2 separate regions of the Capsicum annuum genome follow, and region 1 is linked to region 2. A link is a contact called in public Hi-C data. All regions are on one chromosome and are shown on one strand. The core of a region is the stretch at or near the end of the contact, and the rest is flanking DNA. Distances in the headings are between cores, read along the strand shown.

The links. Hi-C and Micro-C count contacts between places; a contact is called where the count stands out from the background.
Region 1: a contact with region 2 is called in a Hi-C map of leaf, with 2.5 times the contacts expected there. The contact joins the enhancer-like site here to the promoter of LOC107878057 in region 2. A contact is called at or near these places in 5 of 5 Hi-C or Micro-C datasets (bud, leaf, pericarp and 1 more).

The regions. Positions count from the first base shown.
Region 1 is chr7:59,137,154-59,141,868 of UCD10Xv1.1, forward strand. No RefSeq gene overlaps it. Among protein-coding and RNA genes, the nearest start is that of LOC107878070, 4.8 kb to the left of the region's middle. Within about 2 kb of position 2,623, at least 2 of the 5 cell types and tissues checked have an H3K27ac peak or open chromatin away from gene starts, as enhancers often do. A contact at or near this core is called in leaf, where this site is marked.
Region 2 is chr7:59,001,326-59,005,806 of UCD10Xv1.1, forward strand. LOC107878057 (protein FAR-RED ELONGATED HYPOCOTYL 3) reads right to left here and starts at 1,472. Exons shown (of 10, transcript XM_047393551.1): 1 at 1,275-1,472.

The sequences.
Region 1 (4,715 bases), core at 1,373-3,872, 140 kb after region 2:
TTGAAGCACATTCTTAATTAGAACAACTCTCCTACCAAAAGATAAAAGCTTTCCTTTCCAAGATTGTAATTTGCTAATGATCCTATTCATAATTTATTAATAATACTACTTCTTATTTCTCTTATAGAATACTGGACATCCTAGGTAGTTGAATGGAAAATCCTTTCTCAAAATTCTAGTAGCCACTTCCACCATTACTGCTGCTCCATTAGACACTTTATCATGAAAATACAAAGCACTCTTATCCTTGTTAATTCTCTATCCAGACACCTCTTCATAGCTGTCTAATGTATTTGTTAGTAATTTTAAGTACCCAGCTCAACTTTACATAAAATGATTATATCATCTGCAAAAGCAAGATGATTGAGTTTAAGACTTTCTCTAGGTATGCCAAATAACTTAAACTCCTTTCTACCCATCAATTCTTTTAATCCTCTAGAAAGGACTTCTGCTGCAATAATAAATAAAGTAGGAGAAAGAAGGTCCCCTTGCTTAAGACACATAGAAGACCTGAAAAACCTCTAGGTTGTCCATTTAGTAATAAGGAGTACCGGTTATTTGATAATAGTCTAAAAATCATATCTATGATTTTTTCACAAAAACCAATCTTCCTTAGCACTTTTGTTAGAAAAAGCCATTCTACTCTATCATAGGATTTCATCATATCCAATTTCATGACCATATTTGGAGGCTTTCCTTTTTTTTTGATTTCAGACACTATTTCCTGCACTACCAATATGTTCTCAGCCGTACTTCTACCATGCACAAATCCAGCTTGCTCCTCAGATACTATATCAGGAAACATACACTTAATTCTTTCATGAATAATCCTTGAAAATATTTTATTCACAAGATTACTAAGTGATATTGGCCTTAGATCTGAAAAATTATTGACCACTAATTTCTTTGATAGTAGTACCAGATTAGTGTGAGTGATAAACCTTTGTAGCCCATAACCACATAAAAAAGCAATTACTATCTGATGAAGATCTTTAGATATGATATCCCAAGCATCCTGAAAGAAAGTGCCAGTCATACCATCTGGACCTGCAGCACTGTTTCTGTTCAAACCCATGACTGTAATCCTTACTTCCTCCAATGTTAGAATCCCTTTCAATTCTGTATTTTGCTCTTCTGATATAACAGTTGGTAGTGCTTCCAACATTGAGAAGTCCTCAGCATCCCCTTGCTTCTGGAATTAATTATGATAGAATACCCTTGCAGCTTCAGCAATATCATCTTGATTTCCAACCAAAATCCTTCATCATTCTTAATTCTTTTAATCTTCAAAATAGTAATTTTTCCCTTCACAATAGCATAAAAAAATCCCATGTTCCTTTCTCCATCCTTGAACCACTCAAAACCAATTTTTTGTTTCCAGAAATTCTTCCTTTTCAATTGCATTATCAAGTCTGCCTGTGCCTTGAATAATACTGCCCTATTCTCCCCAGAAGGATCCTCTTCAAAATGCCTCTCCCTAAACTTGATCACCTCTTCAAGTGTAGCGATCTCGTGGAAAATATTCCTAAATGTTTGCTTAATCCATCGAGTCAATGCAACCTTGGTTCTTTTCGGTTTTTGATGAAAGATCAAGAATGGATTACCTTCAATTTCTACCTTCCAATTCTACTTTATAACCTCCAAATAAGATTCTTCCTTAAGCCAGAAATTAAGAAACCTAAATGGCTTAATCAAATTATCCTAATTAGTGTTGCAGTAAAGAAACATTGGTGCATGGTCAGAACCACTTCTTGGTAAATTTTCCACTTCCATCATAGGAAACAACTCCTGTAGCCTATCATTGCAAAGGACCCTATCAAATCTTTTGAAAATATAGTCTCCATCCACTCTTCCATTCCACCAAGTAAACTTGCTCCCTGCAAAAGCAATCTCTTCCAGGTTGCAATTGCCAATACAATAATTAAAATCTTGAGTTTCATCAAAGGTCATAGGTAATCCTCCCAATTCATGACTTATGATATTAAAATCTCCACCTACAATCCATAGTTCATCTATTGTACCCCTTATTGCCTCAATAGAATTCCATAAAAGAACTCCCTTCACTTGACTACATTTACTATAAATTAAGGTAACAACAATCACCACTCCTGCATTCTGTTTCTTTAAACTGAGTGTAAGTTATTATTCATCATCATTGATAATAGAATACTCCACATTTGATTCCATAAAATCCTAAATCTTGCCTAACATATTAACTGCAGCATGATGCTTTCCCAATCTACTTATATAAGTTTTAATAGTTTGCCCGTCCTGAAAAGGTTCCATAAGCCCAATGAAACTAAACTGATACCTCTTATGCATTGTTATCAACATTGTAAAAGCGTTCTGTGTGTTAACAACCCTTATATTCTAGATTAAAGCATACATTGTGTGGTTGTTTTTGAGGTGTCACTCTGTCTTCATTGAACTGGCACTTATCTATTTAGATTTTTTTCCCATATTTTTCATGTTTTGTCTTTAATGACTTGATTTGATTAGGAGATAAATCTCCTCTTACTACTGCCTAATCTATATTGTCTAACAAATTCTCAATATCCATATCCTCCTTATTGCTATTAGAAACTTTCATCATATTCCCTGCTCCTATTGCAAGAGGTCGTATATCCTCCAATATTTGTTCCTGATTTGACTTATTCTACAACACCACAAGCTCTCTTGATGCATTTTGATCTTTTTCTTCCTTCTTTGAACATTGCTGCAACTGATTATTATTTGTTGTTGTACTTTGTGCGTTATTGTTTACTGCCCCCTGCATCATTTCCTTATTGCCTTCTTTTACATTTTGCTGAACTTCGCCTTTAACTTTGCTGATCTGTATTTCTTTTTTAGGTATAGTATCTAAATTTTTAAACTTCTATTTACCCAATCTTTAGTACTCTCCTTCTCCTTTACACTTTTGGAATTCTCTTCTGAGTTGTCCTATTGTTCAAATACATCAAAAGCATTTGAAGTTTCTATTATAGTATCTTTGTCCTTTATCTCTCCAACAATATGACCATATTGGTCCTTTTTATATCTTCTCTTTCTTTGTCTCCATTGGTTACTATTATCCTCATCATCTGCATTCTTTTTTTCTTTTTTCTTGGTCCTTGGCATCTTCCTTATTCTTGTCCTTTTTTTGTTTTTGCTCATGCATCTGGTCAAATAACTCAGGGTGAATTGTCCAACATTTATCCTTATCATGCCCTTGTAAACAATATTCTTTGCAATACTTAGGCTTGTAATCATATTGAATTTGTATCCATTTGGACTTAATGTTCCCTGAGACATCATTTTCCTTATTAATTTTAATTCTATGTGGTAGCTTAGCAATCATATCCACCTCTATATTTACTCTTGCACAACGTGGTCTGTATGATTATTTGTGTCCATGTCCACTACCAAAGGCTTGCCCACTGCAAATGCAATTAAGAATATGGCTTCCTTAGCAAAAAAATTGGGCGATAGATCTAGTAATGATATCCATGCCACCCCCACTGTGGTTTCAACATCAGGCTCGAATCATGGATCCCATTTAAGAGTCCTTATTTTCCAATATCCCTTGATTTGATATAATATGCTGTCGTTGATAACAATTGAACATAATCCTCCAGTTAATTCAAACGAATCAAAATATTCCTTGAATCTAACATGCCTATTATACAATCTCCTTTAACCCCACATTGCTTTGGAATTATTTTTCTCAGTTCATTAATATCTGGTTTCTCATAAGAGAACTTACCAATAGTGGCATATTGTAAATTCTCCTACATAATTAAAGTTTTCACTTCTGAGGATTTCCACATAGTAGAGGTCTCTCCATGCAACATAACTACGGGTTTAGGTGGTACCCTAATGTTTTCATGCACGCATGGTTTAGGTTTTAGTAGATCAGCATATTTTTGAGCTGGAGCAATACTGTTGTTATCAGTAATCCATTTAGGAGGGTCCTCCGGTGGGATAGGCCCACCAGAAGTATCATCCATAGTGATCAAAAAAGTTTTAACGTAAAGGGTTTTGCATGCTCCGGCTAGGGTTTAAGTTTGACTCAATAGACTATGTGTTTGATAATTGTAATTGTTAATTATATTGAATTTGAAATCACTTTTAGCGTATTATTTTGTTACAGTTTATAGGTGATAGATAAATATTGGTCGAGTTTGATTTATGTAAAGGTTAAGTTTAATTTTATTATTTTGATATCTCTATTATCGTATTATTTTGTTATTGTTTACACGTGGTAGATGAGTGTCGGATGACTTTAAAATTTTTTTGTCTGTAAAGATTAGATTTAATTATATTATTTTGATGTCTCTATCATTGTATTATTTTGTTGCAATTTACAGATGGTACATGAATGTTGATCGACTATTAAAAATATTTTTGGTAAAGATTAGGTTTAATAAATAAATTCTCTATCTTAAATACTCAAAAGCTATTAAATTTAATTATTATATTCATCTTTATTATTTAAATAAATATCCTATTTGTTGTAATATTTGAACTCATTAAAGTGAAGTACACGCATAAGGTGTGTACACCTAAATTAGTATATATATATATATATATATATATATATGGATGATTACATATGTTAGCAAACATGGATTCCTAATTATCCTATTTAGCCTAAGTTTCAATTAATTACAATTCATAGCCTCCTCTTGCCTATTAATTATTCCTAATTATAATTCATAGTCCCTCTTATGAATTTT
Region 2 (4,481 bases), core at 222-2,721:
TGCATTTATCCTAGGGTGATAATTCTCATCTCAGCACTTACATGTAAGCAGAATCTGAAACATTAATTGGGTGTTCAAGGAACAAGCTGTTTAATTTGCCAACAATTTCGTCAAGTTCCAACAGCAAACTTAGGTTATTCAAATGATGTCTCTATCTGCATAATTCGGTCTTTGCTTTTTTCTGTTCCTTATTTTAGTTGAGTGCAACAAACTTAGCCTCTACCTTTCATCTTCAACTCATTTTATAAATTCGCTCCAAACCCTTTGCACTTCTCTTTTTTGAACTTCAACCCTTTGCACCTTCTAACGTGATTGTCTTATTTTCAATAGGGCAAACCAGCTTGCATCACAAGAGAGGATAGTCTAGCTCATCTTCCCCAATTTTGATTCATTATTCTTTTAACTCAATCATAAAGGGATATGTTAAAGAATATCATAAAGTATTAGAGGAACAAGAAACATGCACCCAAGGGTGTGGCATACTAGTCAATGACTGTCTCAGGTTCAATGCCAAGCAAAGACAAAACATTAAGTGATTTCTTCTCATCTGTCTAATCCTTGATTAGCAAGTGGTAAATGCCAGGTATTCCGTGGAACTAGTCGAGCTGCTCACAAGCTGACCCAACACCGTGGTGATCAAAGAGAAAAGTACAAGAAACAAACACAACATAATGATATCAAGTTATTTAATGATACATTAACTCAAACAGAATACTAAGACTAGCAAATTAATCCAAAATGTACAGACTTACATCTAAATCTATTGTCATGTGGTTGCTATCGTTTCTCTCAATGACTGCCTTGCTTGTCACAATGAACATAAAAATAATCAAGTTATCAAGGCAAACTCCTAACGCAAGATAAAACATTTGTATACAGTAAACAATAAATTACATCATCGGTCGCCTCAATTTGAATAAATCATTTATGGCCGGTTACATTATGATACTCCCTCGTCACAAATTACCCGTCCCAAATTACTTAATTTGATATCCCATTTTACTTTTTTTTTTTAATTAATCAAGACAAAAAATATATTTCCATGATTTACCTTATGTATTACATTAATTATTTTTTCTTCAAATTAAATTATAAACATTATTTAATAGGGTATTATTAATTTGGGACGGAGGGAGTAATTCAAATGAATTAATGAAACGGAAAAGCCATGATCATACTATTGACAGTTATCTTGGTAACAGTGCATATACAAATGTGAAGGGTGGGGGGTGAAGGAAATAGATTGGAAGAAGGAAGCGGAGAGTGGGTTATACCTGAATTTTTTTTTTTTCCTTTGTGCACGCACACACACACTTTCGGATCTGCGATTCTGCAACTGCGAATTCACGCGATGGTCTATGGCGAGTGAACTCTTTTTCTTTCTCCTGATTTAGGGTTTCCTCACCCCCACTTCTATCTTACCAACGCCACTGCAGCGCGTGATTTTTATTTTCTTTTTTCTACTTTTTAAAGAGAAATTTTAAAGAGAAAAATTGACTTATAGGATTCTCAATTCAAGTTTTCTCATTTTAAAATGAGAAATAAAATTAAAAAAAACTTTAAGAAAGAATTGAACTATAATAACATATTAAAAATTATGAAGTTATTTATAAATATATATTTAAAACATAAAATTTTAACTTATTTTTTTAATTTTAAAATTTTTTTTTTCTTCTCTCCAACTTTTTCTCCCCCATTCTTAGTAAAAGTTCATTGTTTCTTCAACTTTCATCTTTTTGAAGCTAGTAAGTATTTTATTTCTAAATGTTTTATCTCCTCCTAAAATTGTATGTTTTCTACTCTCCTTTAATTTTAGTCCTTTTTTTTTTTCAAAAAAAAAAAACGGTTAAGTATATATATGTAATAGATTGGATCAATAATTGACATATATCGATTGGATCGATTTTATATATATGTAATAGATTGGATCAATAATTGACATATATCGATTGGATCGATAATCAATCTTTTCATATATCGTTTGGCTTGATAATTAATCTGTCGGATCGATAATTTATCTGTCCATATATCGATCGGATTGATAATAGATCTGTTTATCACAAATTAAATTTTGAATTAATTTGTAAGATGTGTAAAAGATTTTGATGGAAGAAGTTTTGTTTAAATTTTGTAAGTTGGTGATTTGTAGACTAATTTGTAACTTTTAAAACTTGTATATAAATTTTAAATCACAAAAAAATTTAAATTTTTAAAAGTGGGTCATTTTTCGAAAAAAAATTATAGTCTATTTAATTAAAAAGTAGACTTCAAAAGGTTATTTAACAAAGAATCCCCTTTTTTAGATCTTTTTAGATAGGACTAATACTTTCTTTTCTATTCTTTGCTTTAAAAAAAAACACTTTGTTTTCTTTTCTTTTAATTTAATTTCTTTCCTGTTAATTTAATAAATAAAACAAATTATATTCTGATATTTCAACATAAACTTTATGGAAAAGGGTCAAAACTCTATCGAACCATTTGAAATAGAGTAAATATATTCTTGTTTATTTTTTATCTCAAAAATATCCTTTTCATTCAACTATTGGCTCACTTCTGTCCTCCACTTTAACGAAATGCTTATGTGTACAAGCTATGCCGCGTTTTCACGTAATCTGCTTGATAGCATTCTGTCAAAGTGAATGGTAGAAGTGAATCAATAATTAGAGGAGAAGAATATTTTTGAGATCAAAAGCAAATAAATGATATATTTGCTCCATTTCAAATAGTTCGAGGATAGTTTTCATTTTTTTTATAAATTTTGTAAGTTTTTCCCTTTTGTTATTGAAGTTTTCTTTAATTATTACGAAATATTACAAAATTAAGGACGAATACAATAAACTAAGTCCTTATCAAAAAATTAAACTAAATAAAATATTTAATTAGTCATTGTTGCTTAGCTAATCACAAAAACAGTCTATTAAATAGAGAAAAATAAAAGAGAAAATGGTCAAAAGCTCCCCTCTCCCAACCTTTACCCCAAATATCAACTACACACCTATGCTTTGTGGGGGTCCTATTACCTCTGAACTATTTTAAAGTGGAATATATACCCGTCTAAAAGGTCATATCCAGATTTTATTTCAAGTAGTGACCTGCACGCGCTGCCATGTCACGTCACGTCTCATTTTTTTAATCTAAAAAATTAATTATTTTACTTTATATATTTTTCTTTTCTCGCTAATCTCGGCCATGGCCACCGCTGCCGCCAAGTGACGTCCACTGGAACCTCATATCAAATTTAAAATTTCCAACGATCTTGAAGTCGAAAACAATAAACATTGAATTTATAGTGAACAATATTAATTTTTAAATTTTCAACGATCTTAAATCTGGAAACAACGAATGATAACAATTCCAAAATTTTCGACGATCTTGAAGCCGGAAACAATGAACAATACCGAATTTAAATTTTTCGATGATTTTAAAGTCGGAAACAATAGAGAATTTTGAAATTTTCGACGACCGTGAAGTCAGAAATAATGGACAATACCCATTTTAAAATTTTCGACGATCTTGAAGTCAGAAATAATGGACAATATCGATTTTAAAATTTCAGACGACCTTGAAGTTGAAAACAACGAACAATACCCATTTTGAAATTTCCGACGATCTTGAAGTCGGAACCAATTGATTTTGTGCTTAGAGCTAAGAAAGATAATAAATTAGTCTTGGATGTCATTGATGAGTTCTTGAAATTTTTTGTTTGTGAGAAAGAAGAAAAAGAAGAAGAAAATGAATAAAGAAAAAGAGAAAATTATATATATTTATGTAAAGAAATATTAAAAATAAGTTTTTAATATATAACTTTCATTTCCACTCTCTTAAAGGGAGTGAAACACACTCTCTTGTCATGTCAGCTTTTAGGGGTGTAATAATTCCACTTAAAAATAGGTAAAGGGGTTAATAGGATCCCACAAAGTATAGATGTGTAGTTGAAATTTAGGGTAAAAGTTGGGAGACTTTTGGCCATTTTCTCAAAATAAAATGACTACACATTCTCTAAAAATTCTATCAGCTTGAACAGATCATTATTGTTATGAATTTTGACAGACATATTAGTCTCCAGATGTTGAATAATAATACTCTTATCTTTGTATTTTTATCAATATAACTTTTATTTTTCACGCAATCTAAATATCACAAAAATTGCAGCAAAACAAACTTTCTGTAAACAATTTTATGCACTCATTTGTTGGGTGAATTCACCAGTCATTTTCATTCAACTTCCCAGCTTAAAATAATTTTATATTATATTTCATACATGTTAGTATATCCTCTCAAACAGCTTTAAAGAAAGGACATTCCCAAAAAGATAAAAAAAAAAATAGGTGCATAATAGTTTCACTAGCTAATTTGCATACAAAACATACATTACTTACATTCATTTTCCTTCTATTAATGATCTATTCTTACCTTTCAATCCTCCCTATAAATTCGTCTACAAAATAAAGTATTTGCTTAGAATATATTATATTGGGATA